Regions from separate parts of the Mus musculus genome. Here region 2 is linked to region 1. A link is a contact called in public HiChIP or PLAC-seq data. All regions are on one chromosome and are shown on one strand. The core of a region is the stretch at or near the end of the contact, and the rest is flanking DNA. Distances in the headings are between cores, read along the strand shown. Region 1 overlaps Btbd19 (BTB (POZ) domain containing 19). Region 2 has its middle 20 kb from the start of Zswim5.

Region 1 (7,931 bases), core at 1,936-4,435:
CCCTCAGCCACTCCCCTCTCCCTCCTCGCCCCCCCCCCCCCCCCGCAGGTGCTGGAGGTGCTGACAACAGCTGTGGAATATGGGCTGGAGGAACTTCGAGAGGTGAGTGTCTCAGGCAAGCCATCTTGTCTCCCTTGCCTTTCAGTTCATCGTCTCCTTCATAGTCTGACCTTCTCACACAGAGTATGATAGCTCTCTGTGTACACAGGATCTGTACATGCTCAGTGTGTGCTGAGTGAGCACAGGAAGTATTTATGGCTGGTTCTTCAGTGCAACGGTGAATTGGCTTTGGCCCATGATTGAATGGAAGGAGAGACATGAAAATGCTTAACATATATGGAGGCTTTGTGCTTCTGGCTTAGGGAGGATGGCAAGGTTAAGGCCAGCCTGAACTACCTAAGGAGTTCCAGGCTAGCCTGAGCTACAGAGTAAGAGTCTCAAAACCCTAGACTTAAAAGTAGGGGTCTAAGTGTGATGGGCAAACAGCTGATGTGTGGAGAGAGATTCTTGGAGAAGGAAACCTTTGTGTCAGAGCTGGAAGAACAAATAGGGTTTTGTTCAGGGGTGGGAAGATGACATTACAGTCACAGGACACTCAAGGAACTCCTTAGCTGTGTGGTGGACTGGGAACTTGGGTGTGGGGTGAGCTGGGAAGGGTACCAGGAAGCTGATTCACACAGGTGCTTCAAGAATCGGGACTTGCCGGGCGTTGGTGGTGCCCGCCTTTAATCCCAGCACTTGGGAGGCAGAGGCAGGCAGATTTCTGAGTTCAAGGCCAGCCTGATCTACAGAGTGAGTTCCAGGACAGCCAGGGCTACACAGAGAAACTCTGTCCAAAAAAAGGAAAAAAAAAAAAAAAAGAATCGGGGCTTTAGGCTGGGAGTGTAGGTCAGTGGCAGAGCACTTGCCTAGCATACTATAGGCTCTGGGTTTAATTCCTAGCACCAGCCAGGTGTGGTGGTGGTATGTACCTATATATCCAGCACCCAGTAGGCAGAATAGAGGAGGATAATTCTAAGCTCAGGGCTAACCTTGTCCACAGAGTGAGTTCTAAGCCAGCCAGGGCTACACAGCAAGACCCTGTCTCAACTCTTCCTTCCCTGGACTTTTGACGCAAGGATAGTGGAGATTCATTGAAAGTTTTTGGCAAGGGAAAGGGACTGAGAGAAGAGGGAAAGGAAAGGGCCTGTCAGATCAGTGCAGAAATCCAGAGGGTGTGGCCGAGGAGGAAATGGCAGTCCACAAGAGGTAGGTGGCCCTGAGAAGGGACAGCTGGCACTGCCCAGTGCCTTTTTGGAGGAAGAGACTGGAGTTTTTGGATGAGTTTTACCAGAGACAAGTGTACCAGAAGGTGCTTTGCTGGCCTCCAGGCCCTCTGGGCTTGCTAAATTACAGGTCTGAACAATTGCATCTGTTTTCCAAATCTGGGCGCTCAAGGTGGCGCTGGGGCTGCTGGGAGTCTGAATGAGTCATTGCTCCAAGCTCCATTGTTTCTGGGATAGGACTTGGAGTCTTGACACCGGCACACAGGTCGCTTCATTTCTGTCCCCAGCTCTGCCTGGAGTTTGTGGTGAAGGTGTTGGATGTGGAGCTGGTCTGTGAGGCTCTGCAGGTGAGTACTGATGAGCAGCCCTGTGGATGAATCTGATGTTTAGAATGTGGTCCTCCAATGGCCTATAGAATGGCCTCCTCCGTCAGAAGCCCGGACTGGTCTGTCTGTTAAAGAACAATATGTGCTCAAGGATATGCTTATGAAAGAAATTCTGCCTGTGCTCAGATCTGTAGGGTACAGAGTATATCAGTAAGGTCATATGTAGGACGAATAGGCTGGGAAAGGCAGGTGTGATGACACACACCTTTAACTCCAGTACTTGGAAAGCAGAAGCCAGAGTTCGAGACCTGCCAGGGCTACATAGTGATCTATTAAGAGTGGGAAAAAAGAGGTTGAAAGATGGTGGTGCATGCCTTTAATCCAAGCAGAGGCAGGTAGATCTCTGAGTTCAAGGCCAGCTTGGACTACAGAGTGAGTTCCATGACAACCAAGGTTACCTAGAGAAACTCTGTCTTGAAAAACAACAACAAAACAATTCTAAACATGGATAGTAGAAAGGTGGGGGTGTGGAGTTTAGAAGCCAAGCTTGGGCTCAAAGATGGAGTTTGAAAGACCTGAACATGGTCTCCTCTACCCCACACCTGTGTGCTCTGCACAAGGCACTTTGCCTACTTTCAGGAGACACTGCAGGTGCTGCTAGCCTTCTGTTTAGATTGTGCTCAGTGGCAGTACCTTGTGTGCAAATCTGGGTTATCCAGCTTCTTCAGTCTCTAGCCTAATCATACTCTGCTCTCAGGTTGCTGTAACCTTTGGCCTGGGGTCACTACAGGAGCGGTGCATAGCCTTTATAGAAGCTCACAGCCAGGTACAACTCCCCATCCTTATACTTGTAACTTGTAGCCCCCCCATGCCATTTTTTCTCTGCCCTGACCGACACACCGGCCCATAGGAGGCGCTCCGCACCCGTGGCTTTCTGGAGCTGTCCGCCACCGCGCTGCTGCCTGTGCTACGCAGTGACAAGCTCTGCGTGGATGAGACTGAGCTAGTCCAGGCAGCCCGAAGCTGGGCACGCGTGGGCGCCGTGAGTGGGACCTGGGGGGAGGGCGAGGACACCGAAACGGTGCAGGCCACGGGAACTCTGTAAGCGGGCAGCAGGCACGTGCTCAAGGCTCGCTTCCACAGGCGGTGTTAGAGCAACCCGTGGCTGAGGTGGCAGCTCCAGTGGTCCGAGAGCTGAGACTGGCTTTGCTTGCCCCGGCGGAGCTAAGCGCCCTGGAAGAGCAGAACCGACGGGAACCGCTCATCCCGGTGCGGACGCCAGTAACCAAACTCAGATCCACTCTGCCACGTGGGAACGAGGAGCAAGGGCGGGAGGCTTGGGACTTCGGTCTGCGTGGTGACCCGCTTTCCCCTACAGGTTGAACAGATTGTGGAGGCATGGAAGTGTCACGCCCTACGGAGAGGAGATGCGGCCCGGAGCGCGCCGTGCCGCCGGCGGAGGGGTACCCGGCCCCGGGATCACCATCGCTTTCTGGACCTTCGTTTCAAATGATCCACTTCCGGACCTTCCCAGGAAGTTGACTACATCCCAAACTACAGCTCCCGAGGTGCTCTGCGTTGGAGGTGGGCTTCCGCTCCCAGCAAGCTCAGCCGCCGGATACGGGAAGGACCGCTCTGCGTCTAGAGTGAAACCTAAGCCTCTGTGGAAGAGTAGGGATTGCGCAATGGGCCCAAAGTTGTGGCTTGGGTGATGTCCTGAGACCGGAAACGAGGGTGGCCTTTGTTGCATAAGCTCATGCGGCATTCTGCAAGTCGATCATTCCTCTACGCCCCTCTACTCGGATGACGCGATCTCTATGTAGCTCATCCTCTTTAACAAATCAGCTTCAGGCTCAGCGCAAATTCGAGCTTCTCACCATCTTTCCCAACCCTGGAAATAGTGTTAATCTTTTGTGCGGATCTGGAACCCGGACCTCATTCTTGCCTACCTCATGCCTTTTCTCCCTTCTAGGGTCTCTTCTGCTGTTACCCTAGCCAGTGCCCCTCACTCCTTTCTCTGTCAGGGGACAGTATCCATCCCTATGATGGTCCCATCGCTTTGATTGTCAAGCTTTTCCTCCTGAGCCCTTTAACGTCCATACTGCTTTCCAGGACAGCCTACAAAATTTCCTTGAGATTTAGCAATCCTAAACTCTGCGTTTGGGAGTTCCAGAATTATTGGGGGGTGGGATGGGTTGTCGACAATCTCTCACTGTAACCCCATCTGACCTAGAGCTATTTAGGACAGACTAGCTTTGAACTCACTGCGCTCCGACTGCCTCTGCCTCCCTGGTACAGAGATTAAAGGCGTGTACTATCGCTCCTAATTCTGGCTTTACATAAAAATATATTGCTTATGAATTAAAGATGAATATTTGTATTCTGTCAAGATGGAAAAGGTGGCTGCCCAGTGGGACCACTCCTGGCACCCTTCTTTGGATCATGAACACTGAAAGTAATTTGCTGCTTGCTTGCCTGTTCCATGCTTTTGCTTCCTTTACATCAACTTTAGAAGCCATGTACTAATCTGTACTAATACTGCGCTTCCATTAGCTTTGCTGTATTGTGATGAAAAGGCTTTTGAAATTATTATTATTTTATTTTATTTTATTTTTTTGGTTTTTTTGAGACAGGGTTTCTCTGTGTAGCCCTGGCTGTCCTGGAACTCACTTTGTAGACCAGGCTGGCCTCAAACTCAGAAATCCGCCTGCCTCTGCCTCCTGAGTGCTGGGATTAAAGGCGTGCACCACCACGCCCGGCCTCTAAATTATTTTTGGGAGCTTGGAGAGTCTTCAGATTGCTTTAAAGCACCCATCCTTTTCCTTGAGGATAGAAAGCTTTTGTTCATGCAGGCTGTCTTCTGGACATGTGTTCTGCGAGGCAAGCATAGCATGGCGGCATACATAGGTAAATGTCAGCACTTGGGAAGTGGACGGAGGAGGATCAGCAGTTTGAGGCTAGCCTAGGTTAGTTACAAGGTGAGACCTGTTTCAAAAAATAAACTGAGCATGATGTTACACAGCTTTAATGTCAGCATTCAAGTTTCTGGTTTGGTAAATCAACTTTGGGAATGTTGGTAAACAGAACTGACCGAGTGGAACCCTGGACCGCAGCCACTGTTCTCCCTGGTTCTCTTGACAATTGCTTGACTGGGACCTAGCTCTGTCTTCCCTCCTAGGGTCTGGGTTTGGTAAATTGTTGCTTCTAATGTTACTGTTTTGTTTTCAGAGAGGGGCAGAGCACCCCATTTAGACTGAGCAGCACAGGACAGCTCTCAGGCAGTAGCCGGACCACACAGGAGCCGTATTACTACCCCTTGTGCAGGTCTCATCTCTGCTACTTTTTTTATTTTCTTGGATTTTGAGAAAGGGTCTCTCTGTTTAGCCCTGATTGTTGAAATCACTACATCCACCAGGCTGGCCTTGAACTCACAGGCTGGTCTTAAACTCATAGCAGTTCTCCTGTTTCAGCCTTCCGAGGATACCAGTGACATTACCAGTGTGAGCTGCTACACTCAGTAGCATCCAGTTCTTCTTGAAGGATGGCTTGGGGTTAGGACAAAGGAAGTCGAGGAAGACTCTATGTAGAGCCAGGCCATGGGGGTGGGTGCACACCTTTTATCTGAGCACTCGGGAGGTAAAGGTAGGCAGATCTCTGAGTTCTAGACCAGCCTTGTCTACAGAGTTCCAGAACACCCAAAGCTACACAGAGAAGCCCTGTTTCAGAAACAAACAAACAGACAAAACAGGTCCTAGGCAGAAGAAATGACACGTTCAAAGTTATGGTGATACAAATATTAGTGAAGTATTCTTGTCCAGAAGTGTGGTGTGTTTTTAGAAGGCTGTGTTTGGCAGTGGAGGCTAGCCCTAGTGGAGCTTGGAAAGGGATTGAGTTTAAGCTAAGGACTAGGGAGCCGTGAAAGGCTGCTAAGCCAGAAGGTAAAGTAGGGCTAGGTGCTACGCAGGTTGAGCTGACTTTACAAGTATGGAACTTCTCACCCCAGGCTAGATGAGATCAGTGGCCAAGGCTGACTGTGCCTGGGGGTTCAGCTCTGACTGGACTTGCTTAGTGACACCTTCATTCTTCAGGACCACACTGATCATGCAATCAGGGTAAAAACTTTCAACACAGCTGTGAACAATGTTTCTGAAAGGAACCGCGCCTTCTGCGAGGCTGATTAAGTGATCAGGACCACATGATGTGGGGCGGTTGGAATGCTCCAAATCTAGAGCCATTTTATCTTGGAACATCTTTGGCCCCCACAAGAGCCATTTATTGTCCTCCGAAGGTGACATCACATCTTTGTGACTATTAGGCAAATCTTTTGAAATGTACAAGTTCCTAGTTTCTAACCAACAGAAGGGCCCAGGACACTGACAGCATCTGTGGTTGAAATGCTGCTCTTTGGTCTGTGGTAACCTTGGCCACCTAAAGTTTCCATCAATGTGTCATACAGATTCGTTTATTTATTTAAAAGATTTACTATTTGGTAGACACTGTAGCTGTCTTCAGACACCCCAGAAGAGGGCATCAGATCATATTACGGATGGTTGTGAGCCACCGTGTGGTTGCTGGGATTTGAACTCAGGACCTTTGGAAGAACAGACAGTGCTCTTAATCTCTGAGCCATCTCTCCATCCCCTATTTATTTATTCGTTGTATTGTTTTTCAAGCCCGGTTTCTCTGTGTAGCTCAGGCTATCCTGAAACTCTGTAGCTCAGAATAGCCTGGAACTCACAGAGATGTGCCTGCCTCTGCCTCTCAAGTGCTGGGATTAAAGGCAGGTGCCACCGCTGGCTTTTCATTTTTTAGAAGACAATTTTTGTGTTGCTGAGATGGTGTCAGTAGATCAAGGTGTCTACCACCAAGCCTGATAACCTGAATTCAATCCACAGGACCCATGTGGTAGGAAAGCTGACTCTGACCTTCACACTAGAAACATAGCACACCAACACACACCAGTACACCGTATGCCATCCCAAACACCAAATAAAATGTTAAAAAAAAAGACAGCATTTCATGTGGCTGAGGTTAATCCCAAACCCACATAGTAGAGGACAACCTCTAATCCTACCACATAAATGCTGAAATTGCAGGTCTTCCTCACCATGCCAGCTAGTCTTTTTGGTTTTTTCAAGACAGGGTTTCTCTGTATAACCCTGGCTGTCCTGGAACTCACTCTGTAGGCCAGGCTGGCCTCAAACTCAGAAATCCACCTGCCTCTGCCTCCCAAGTGCTGGAATTAAAGGTGTGTGCCACCACTGCCTGGCATAATCTCAATTATTTTAAGGCATTTTAGTATTGGTTTAGCTGCAGTGTGCTTTGTGTGTGTAATGTTTGGTTGGACTATGGTGTTCCAGCCTCTGTGTGGGAGGTGTGAGGCGGCAGTGCACGTGGGTGGGATCATTCCTGGTAAGCGGTGGCTGGAACCCAGGATGTCTAATGTCCGTTGGGAGTGCTCTGACTGTAGCCCAGGGGTGTGTTCAGCTTCTTCCATGGCTCTGCACAACGGGGCTGGCCAACTCTCCACCATCAGCACCTTACCTCGGTGACGTCGCTGGCTTGTGTACTGATATCCTACATGGTTAACTGGCCATCGAAAACTTTCTGCCCCTGACACTGATGTTGGAAGTTATTCTGGACTCTTGCCCCTCACTCCACAGCCTCCTAAAACAGCTCCTTAGGCTCTGCCCTCAGTGGGCCATTTCCCTGACCTTCTATTTCATCATGTCTACCTGTACCTGTTTCTCAAATTTGCCCCTCCCCTATGTGCTGAAGGAGCAGGGAGCTGGAAGGTAAAGAGGCTGGCAGGACTGGAATACCATATGGACACTAATGTTTGCAATATTTTCTGTTTGTCATGTATGTATGTATATATGTATGTATGTATGTATGTATGTATTGTTTTTTCGAGACAGGGTTTCTCTGTGTAGCCCTGGTTGTCCTGGAACTCACTCTGTAGACCAGGCTGGCCTCGAACTCAAAAATCTGCCTGCCTCTGCCTCCCGAGTGCTGGGATCACAGGTGTACTCCACCATGCCCAGCGCCTGTTTGTCTTTTCTTTTTCAAGAAGGGCTTTGTTTACATTTCCTATACTAAGCTTTTTAAAAACAAACAAACAAGCAAGCAAACAAGCAGACCTTGCTTCTAGTTTATTTGTAAAAACAGCACAGAGCACTGGTCATCTGCAAACAGTGTGTAGCTGTGTCACACCAGTCCACCTGTCTCACATTGGTAGATAGAAGCCTTTTCTATGGAGCCTTTACAGGGACCTGTGCACCTCTGGGAGCCCAACCTGGAGCTGCAGCCTCTGCTTTGGTTTGAACCTTGGGCTTTGGTT
Region 2 (7,931 bases), core at 2,474-4,973, 260 kb after region 1:
CTCTACATTGTCCTCTGACATTGAGAACATGTGAACATGTGCACAAACACAAATAATAAATTAAGAAGAATTAAGAGGTAGGACCTTTGGGAGTGACTAGGTCCTAAGGATCACATTCTCATGAATGACAGTTATCTACCTTTTGTTTTCTAAGATTTATTTATTTTATGTATATGAGTTCACAGCCGCTGTCTTCAGACACACTAGAAGAGGGCATTGGATTCCATTACAGATGGTTGTGAGCCACCATGTGGTTGCTGGGAATTGAACTCTGGTCCTCTGGAAGAGCAGTTAGTGCTCTTAACCGCTGAGCCATCTCTCCATCCCGATAGTTATCTGCTTACAATAAAGACCATAGGTACCTTCTCTGGGGTTTCCACCACAGCAGGGCACAGTAAAACGACACCATAACTGCTGGCATCTTGACCTTGTACTCCCTATCATCCAGAAATGTGAGAAACGCCTTTACTTTAAGTTGCTTGTCTCTAGAGTCCTTCTTATAGCAGTCCAAGCAGACTGAGGCAAAGCCAAAGCACTCTTACTCCTGACCACACCTCTGCTTGCCCTGTCTGTGGTGGTTAAGTACTGCCGCTTGACATCACTCTCGGGATCACATCATTTCTAGAGAAACCTGGGATTCAGCTCAAAGGCAGCATCTGCCTGCTTACCTATCTCAGAAAACAAACAAACGAACAAACAAAAAACACCTCAGCTCTCTCTAATGTGTCCCTCAATATTTTACTATTTTACATACCCAGACCTTAGTGACGGTGAAGCCTTCTAGGCTCCACAGGAAGTACAGTGGAGAAATAAGTGTGTAGTTAGCACAGGGTATGCCACTCTAACTTTCCTCCGGTTCTTAGACTCCCTTTTACTTCACATCTAGAGTATTGGCATCCCATCTTCTTTAAACACAGAAGTAAAGACAGAGTAATTGTCCTAGCTTGCTTTCTATTTTTGTGATAAAACACCATGACCAAAAGCAATTTGGGGCAGAAAAGGTTTATCTCAGCTTACAGTTATAGTCCGTCGTTGAAACAGAGGTCATGGAGGGGTGCTGTTTACTGGCTTTCTCCCCATGGCTTGCTCAGCCTGATTTCTCATAGCACCCAGGATCGCCTCCATAGGGGTGGCACCGCCCACAGTGAGCTGGACCTCCCACATCAATTATTAATCAAGAAAATGCTCCATAGACTTTGCCCACAGGCAATCTGACAGAGGCATTTTCTCAACTGAATTTCCCTTTCTCAGGTAACAGCAGCTTGTGCCAAGTTGACAAAACAAAACAGACGAAAAATAACCAGAACAGTGATGTAATACATGCACTATGAATGCAGAGAGCAGAGACAGGGACTTTGGGCAGGAGATGGGATGGCTATAGGGAGGAAGGATGGAGAAGGAAGGAATAAAGTTGCGTATATGAATGAAAACGCCATAGTGAAGCACATTGCTTACTTTGTATGCTAACTTAGAATATGCAAATTAAAAAATAAAACCATACCTCAGAAAAAAAAAAACATGTCAATATAAATCAAGTTTTCAGATAGCCTGTAGGAAGCAAATAAGGTCTTGAGCAAGGGAAGTCTGAGTGAATGGGTATTCTTTGTCATGAGCTGGCCATGTCAAAGAAACATGGAAAAATTGGCAAAGCCATCCCCCCTCCATACCCCCCCCCACTCAGGGAGCTCAGACCTGGCAAAGCTGTCTTCCTCTTGTCTAAGTGTGAGTGGTTACAAATGATTCACAAGTGTATACAGAAATTAGCAACTGCAGCTTCCTCCTCCAGGGTGACCGCAGCCTGAGACTGTTCCCTACAGAAGCCTCCTACAGCAGTGGGTTCTAATCTTCCTAATGCTGTGACTGTTTAATGCAATTCCTCAGGTTGTGGTGACCTCCAACCATAAGATTATTTTTATTGCTATTTTACAACTATAATTTGGTATTGTTATTGTAATTTTGGTATTGGTATGAAGCATAATGTAAGTATCTGTGTTTTCAGATGATCTTAGGTGGCCCCTGTGCAAGGGTTGTTCAACCTCCAAAGGGATGGAGACCTTTAGGTCCTACGGACACTAGAGTACCCTCCTGCTATGCTGTATATGAAAAACCGGATGAGGACTGGGCAGTGATAGTACACTCCTTTAATCTCAGCATTCAGGAGGCAGAGGCAAGTGGATGTCTGTGAGTTTGAAGCCACTCTGGTCTATAGAGCAAGTTCCAGGACAGCCAGAGCTACACAGAGAAACCCTGTCTTGAAACAAACAAACAAACAAACAAACAACAACAACAACTGGATGAAGTTCCAGCGAGTGTCACAGAGGTTAGTTTGGGTCTATCAGAGTGTGCAAACTATCTTGACCCAGCTTTTCTGCGTGTGTGTGTGTGTGTGTGTGTGTGTGTGTGTGTGTGTACTTTCTTCCTTCCGAGTCAGGTTTACAGACTCAAGCTGTGCAACACCAGCCCAATAATCTGTTAGAGACACCTCAATCTACACACATTAACACACATGCAATATCGGGACACCTCAATCTACACACATTAACACACATGTGATATTGGAATGTCTAGTAAATGTACTCAATTCAATGAATTTTTCCATGTTATATTCTTTTTTTAAAAGATTTATTTATTTATTATATCTAAGTACACTGTAGCTGTCTTCAGACGCACCAGAAGAGGACGTCAGATCTCATTACAGATGGTTGTGAGCCACCATGTGGTTGCTGGGAATTGAACTCAGGACCTTTGGAAGAGTAGTCAGTGCCCTTACCCACTTAACCATCCCACCAGCCCTCCGTTTTTTCTCTTTATGTTTCCTCCTCCTCCTCCTCCTCCTCCTCCTCCTCCTCCTCCTCCTCCTCCTCCTCCTCCTCTCCTCTCCTCTCCTCTCCTCTCCTCTTCCCTTCCTCCTTTCCCTCTTACTCCTTCTTGTTATTTCGAGACCAGGTTTCTCTGTGTAGCCCTTGCTGTCCTGGAACTCACTATGTAAATCAGGCTGGCCTCAAATTCACATCACAGAGATCTGCCTGCCTCTGCCTCCCAACTGCTGGGATAAAAAGCATGATCTACCACTGCCCAGCTAGGGTTTCTTCTTCTTCTTCTTCTTCTCCTTCTTCTTCTTCTTCTTCTTCTTCTTCTTCTTCTTCTTCTTCTTCTTCTTCTCTCTCTCTCTCTCTCTCTCTCTCTCTCTCTCTCCCTCTCTCCCTTCCTTCCTTCCTTCCTTCCTCTCTCTCTCTCTCTCTCTCTCTCTCTTTCTTTCTTTCTTTCTTTTTATGGTGGATGTGCAGTGGTTACCTGCATGTGTGAGTGTTGGTGCACACAAAAATCCAGAAGAGGGTGTCGGATTCCCTGGAGCTGGAGTTGCGAGTGGTTGTAAGCCATCTGACTTGGGTGCTGGGAACTAAATTCAGGTCCTCTGCATGAGCCATGCGCTCTTTGACACAGAGCCATTTTTCCAGGTCTGAAAATTAAAACTGTAAATATAAAGTTTGTTAGTTGAGGATATATTCAAACCTACAAAAGGTGACTACCTCTTTTCTCCCAGAAGCAAGAGCTACAAGTAGGCAAAGATCTACAAAGTTACCCGTCAGCACAGGAGAATAGGCGTAGATGCTTTCCTCTGCTGCCTGAGCAGTGCTGACTTCAGCATAAAGGCGTTCTTCAGCTGAGAAGCCCTGCCGCTCATCAGCGATGCTCACTTTGGTTAATTAGAAATGCTAAAATAACATGGGAATACTCTTGTTAGCATAAAAGAGCATGAATAAATTATATGGAAGCCATGCGTAAACAGAACATTCACGTTCGCTTTTCACAATGGTTCCCATCTAAATGTCTCAGACTTGAAAAGGCTCCAGAGTTCACTGTGATAGGAGGAAGCACAAGGCCCGACCACGATTCGCATGGATAATCAGCTCTGTGGAACAGACACGATGCTTCGGGGTAAGGACTTAGTCTCCCTAAAATCTATTTGAGCCGTACTATCAGATGTGCTTAAATAGAAATAAGATGTAGCCGGGCGTGGTGGCGCACACCTTTAATCCCAGCACTCGGGGGGCAGAGGCAGGTGGATTTCTGAGTTCGAGGCCAGCCTGGTCTACAAAGTGAGGTCCAGGACAGCCAGGGCTATACAGAGAAACCCTGTCTCAAAAAAAGAAAGAAAGAAAGAAAGAGAGAGAGAGAGAGAGAGAGAGAGAGAGAGAGAGAGAAAAGAAAAAGAAATAAGATGTAAATCGTTGACTGAAGATTCAGTGTGAGCCTGGAATAAAATAAAATTCCCTTGTGGCCCACCAGAGAGAGGTGTGAACTGCCTTTCTCACAAGGATTCAGAGAATTCCAGAAGGACACAGAGAGTAGATATTCTCACCAGAATAATTGTTCTCACAACAGGAAGAACATAATTCCCATGGTATGACTTCAACCTCTTCCCCTAAGGGAGACAACCACGAGCTATTATGTAATGGTCAGACTAGGCTGCGTAGAACGACCTTGTCTCAAAAACTGAAACAGCCAAATAAAGAAAAGAATACCCTACAGTTTTCTGAGACACCGAGTTTGCTGGCCTGCATCTCATTTGCTACCCTCATCCTCTGTCAGAAAGTACATGCTGGAGTTTCTTGTGTTGGTTTACAGGCAATTCCACCAGGCTTCTCCCAGGGACCTGGGACCTAGCTATGGCTTAAGTCATTACCTGCCACCAGGTGCATGCAGGCATAGAAAAGGACTGCTTGCCACCCCAGCTGGCTCTCTCTCTGTTCCCATGTATTCCTGGCTGGACTCTTTCTCCCCTTTTCTGTCCTTCTCTGTGCCCCCTTCTCTGCCTCAAGGCTCTGCTCCTGTCTGTTTGCCTCTACCCCTTCTTAAGCTGCTTACTCCTCTCCGTTCTCCCACATAATCTTCCTTTATTCCCCCTTCTCTGCTGCATTGTGTGATTTCTCAGGCCATACCTCGGCATTAGGCCTGCCAGGTACACACACACATACACACACACACACACACACACACACACACACACACACACACACACTCACTGCATTATATTCATAACATCCTGGGTCAATATCTTAGACTTCTCTCAATACATAATATCTTTCCTAGATAATCCCAACTCTTCCTTTAACAATAAGTGAGCCGGGCGTGGTGGTGCACGCCTTTAATCCCAGCACTCGGGAGGCAGAGGCAGGCGGATTTCTGAGTTTGAGGCCAGCCTGGTCTACAAAGTGAGTTCCAGGACAGCCAGGGCTATACAGAGAAACCCTGTCTCAACCCCCCCCCCCCAAAAAAACCAATAAGTGAACATTTTAAAAGATTTATGACAGTGAGATAGCTCAGCAGTCCAGAGCATTTGTTTCTCATGAGGGGACTCAGGTATATTCCCAAACATCTGTAACTCCAGCCCCTCCAGCCCTAGGGAATCCAAATTTCTCTTCTGAAGTTCATGATACACATACATACATGCATGCCACTCATGCATGTAAACACTCATACATATAAAATAAAATAAATAAATTTTAAAGATATTTGTGAGACTTATTTGTGTGTGTGTGTGTATGTATGTGTGTATGTGTATATATGTGTGTGTGTATGTGTGTGTATGTATGTGTGTATGTGTGTGTATGTATGTGTGTGTATGTGGGTATGTGAGTGTGAGTGTGTGTGTATATGTGTGTATGTATCTGTGTGTATGTGTATGTATGTATGTGTGTGTATATATGTGTGTGTATGTGTGTATGTGTGTGTATGTATGTGTGTGTGAGTGTGTGTATATATGTGTGTGTGTGTATCTGTGTGTGTGTGTGTGTGTGTGTGTGTGTGTGTGTGTGTGTACCCTTGGAGGCTGGAGGAAGGCATTCAGTTCCCAGGAGCTGGAGTTACAGGTTGTGAGCTGCCTGAAAGGGATACTGGGAATCTAGCTTTGGTCTTGTGCAAGAGCTGCAAGCCCTCTTAGCCACCAATGCACCTCTCCGTGCCCTGAGACTGTGCCTTTTAAATAACTCTCACCCCCATTTTCCATCCCTCTTGTCTTCCCACACAGGAGTCAGGGTGCTCTTTCCAAATTTCTCTTTGATTTTCTCTCTCCTACTCCAATCTACTTGAAAACACATACTTGACTCCCCACTGCCCTAAAAAATGAAACGATACTCAGCATGGCCTGCAGAGTCTGCCACATCTTCTGCAGCCTTGCAACCCCCTCAATCTCTATATTTCCAGCTCTAGCAAAACATATGCAAGCAGTTGAGTCTTCCAGGAAGCTGATACTGAAGGGAAGTTATGGAAATAAAAGGTTCCTTGCTAAATGCCTTGTGTTCAACCAGGAAAGGAGCAGGATGGAGGCAGGGTTGATCAGGGAGAGACCTGAAGAGCAATGCAGATTTGTCAACATTGGCAGTTCAGTGGGATGCTCAGGAGGAAGGATGGACTGTTACAAGGCGGGAGGTGATAGAGAAGGGGGCTGCACTGGGCAGAAATTGGTGGGGTGCTGTGCCACTGTTTAGGTTGTTGGCTAGGCCACCTGAGAAGGATATAACCTCTGAGAAGCTGAGCTGGAACTGAAAGAGTTAACAGCCAGATGGTGTCAGCTGACCCGCTCTTCAGGGTTCTTTCTTGAAGGGGACTGTCACTTCAGTGTCTGTCACATGGGGTCACATAACAATAGCCCTTAGGAAACATAATGGATTAAAGGACCTCCCTAAACAAGTGACATTTAAACCATGTAATTTAAAGCTTTACAGAGAACAGTGAAAGTACCCCAAGCTAGGGAAGCCCAAAGTGGCAAAGCTGGTAAGTTCTTGATGGAACTGAAAAAGGATACAAAAGATACTCGTGGTTAAACACAAAATGCTTGGCACAATGTTGGTTTCTAGTACCTGTTCATGAAGATCCACCCGCCACTGCCTCCCCTGCACTGAGGTTACAAGCTCAGGTCACTGTACCTGGCTGGCTTCTTATGTATGGTAATTCTCCTACCTAAACTGAGCCCCCTCCTCAGCCCCACTATGCATATTTTCCACATGTGTATATCGGCATTACTTTTATGATTCGGCCATCATCTAAACATAAATATGAAATATGACTGACACTTCAAAGAATATGACCAAGTAAATGAAATCACCCATGATAGTTGACACGCCTCTGAAGTCATGTGAGACAGACAGACTCTGCTGTAGCCCAGGCTCACTATATAGCCAGGGATGCCCTCAATTTTGTAACCTCCTGCCTCTACCTCCCAAGTGCTGGGATTACAAGAGTGCCCACCAGACCATGCTGTGTGGTCAAAGGTTTAAGGACAAAAATTTGAGTCACTCTTCATTGCTCTTCCACGCAGTGCTCCTGTGTGCCAGATCACGCCAGCAGGGGGAATGCAAACCTGAGTGGAATCTGCTCTCTCTTCTCCACGGGAGTTTGGCCTTTATCAGCATTTTCCCCAAGCTCCTTCTGGGTTTCATAACTTTTTTTTTCCTATGTTTTATTCTGATGTTTCAAAATTCCGTAACAGCCTTAGGCCTTGTGTCCCTGCTAAGTTCCTGGGGCAGTCCAGACCTTAGCTCACCCTCTCCCGTTTTGCTGATTGTCAAGACTCTGGACTGTGTTATCTGGCTACAAAACAGATCCTTGAACTAATTTATACTAATTTATCAACACATTGTAATCCCAATAATATAAAGGAAGATTCAACCAACTAGAGACAAGCACCGGAGTCTTAGACATCATTCCTTCTAAATTAGTGAATTGTTAAATGTAATTCTAACCAGTTCATGATGTTAATTTTATTTTGCTTTGCTTTTTTTTTTTTTTTTTGGCTTAAATGCACTTTATTTAAAGACAGCCTAATGACTTTTTCCTTTTCTTAGAAAGCAATGCCTCAACTCCAAATATGTCAAGGGCAGAATAAGAGCTCAAGATGACATCAGTCCCATTTGTCTTAAGTCCTGGTG

Evidence for each region. HiChIP or PLAC-seq counts read pairs in DNA pulled down with a chosen protein or histone mark.
Region 2: a contact with region 1 is called in an H3K4me3 HiChIP or PLAC-seq map of embryonic basal ganglia, with 2.5 times the contacts expected there. The contact joins two enhancer-like sites. A contact is called at or near these places in 1 of 15 datasets of contacts at CTCF or cohesin (the NIH/3T3 cell line), 10 of 115 datasets of contacts at active chromatin or transcription factors (astrocytes, craniofacial prominence, embryonic basal ganglia and 5 more) and 3 of 9 other capture datasets (adipose tissue, liver and pancreatic islet).

The regions. Positions count from the first base shown.
Region 1 is chr4:117,115,900-117,123,830 of GRCm38.p6, reverse strand. Btbd19 (BTB (POZ) domain containing 19) reads left to right here. Exons shown (of 8, transcript NM_001384196.1): 3 at 49-102; 4 at 1,553-1,612; 5 at 2,349-2,417; 6 at 2,502-2,633; 7 at 2,735-2,860; 8 at 2,970-4,612. The coding sequence ends at 3,104. Ptch2 (patched 2) reads right to left here. Exons shown (of 22, transcript NM_008958.3): 22 at 7,730-7,931. Among named protein-coding and RNA genes, the nearest start is that of Btbd19, 5.8 kb to the left of the region's middle. Within about 2 kb of position 3,185, at least 430 of the 459 cell types and tissues checked have an H3K27ac peak or open chromatin away from gene starts, as enhancers often do. A contact at or near this core is called in embryonic basal ganglia, where this site is marked.
Region 2 is chr4:116,853,168-116,861,098 of GRCm38.p6, reverse strand. No RefSeq gene overlaps it. Among named protein-coding and RNA genes, the nearest start is that of Zswim5, 20 kb to the left of the region's middle. Within about 2 kb of position 3,723, at least 5 of the 459 cell types and tissues checked have an H3K27ac peak or open chromatin away from gene starts, as enhancers often do. A contact at or near this core is called in embryonic basal ganglia, where this site is marked.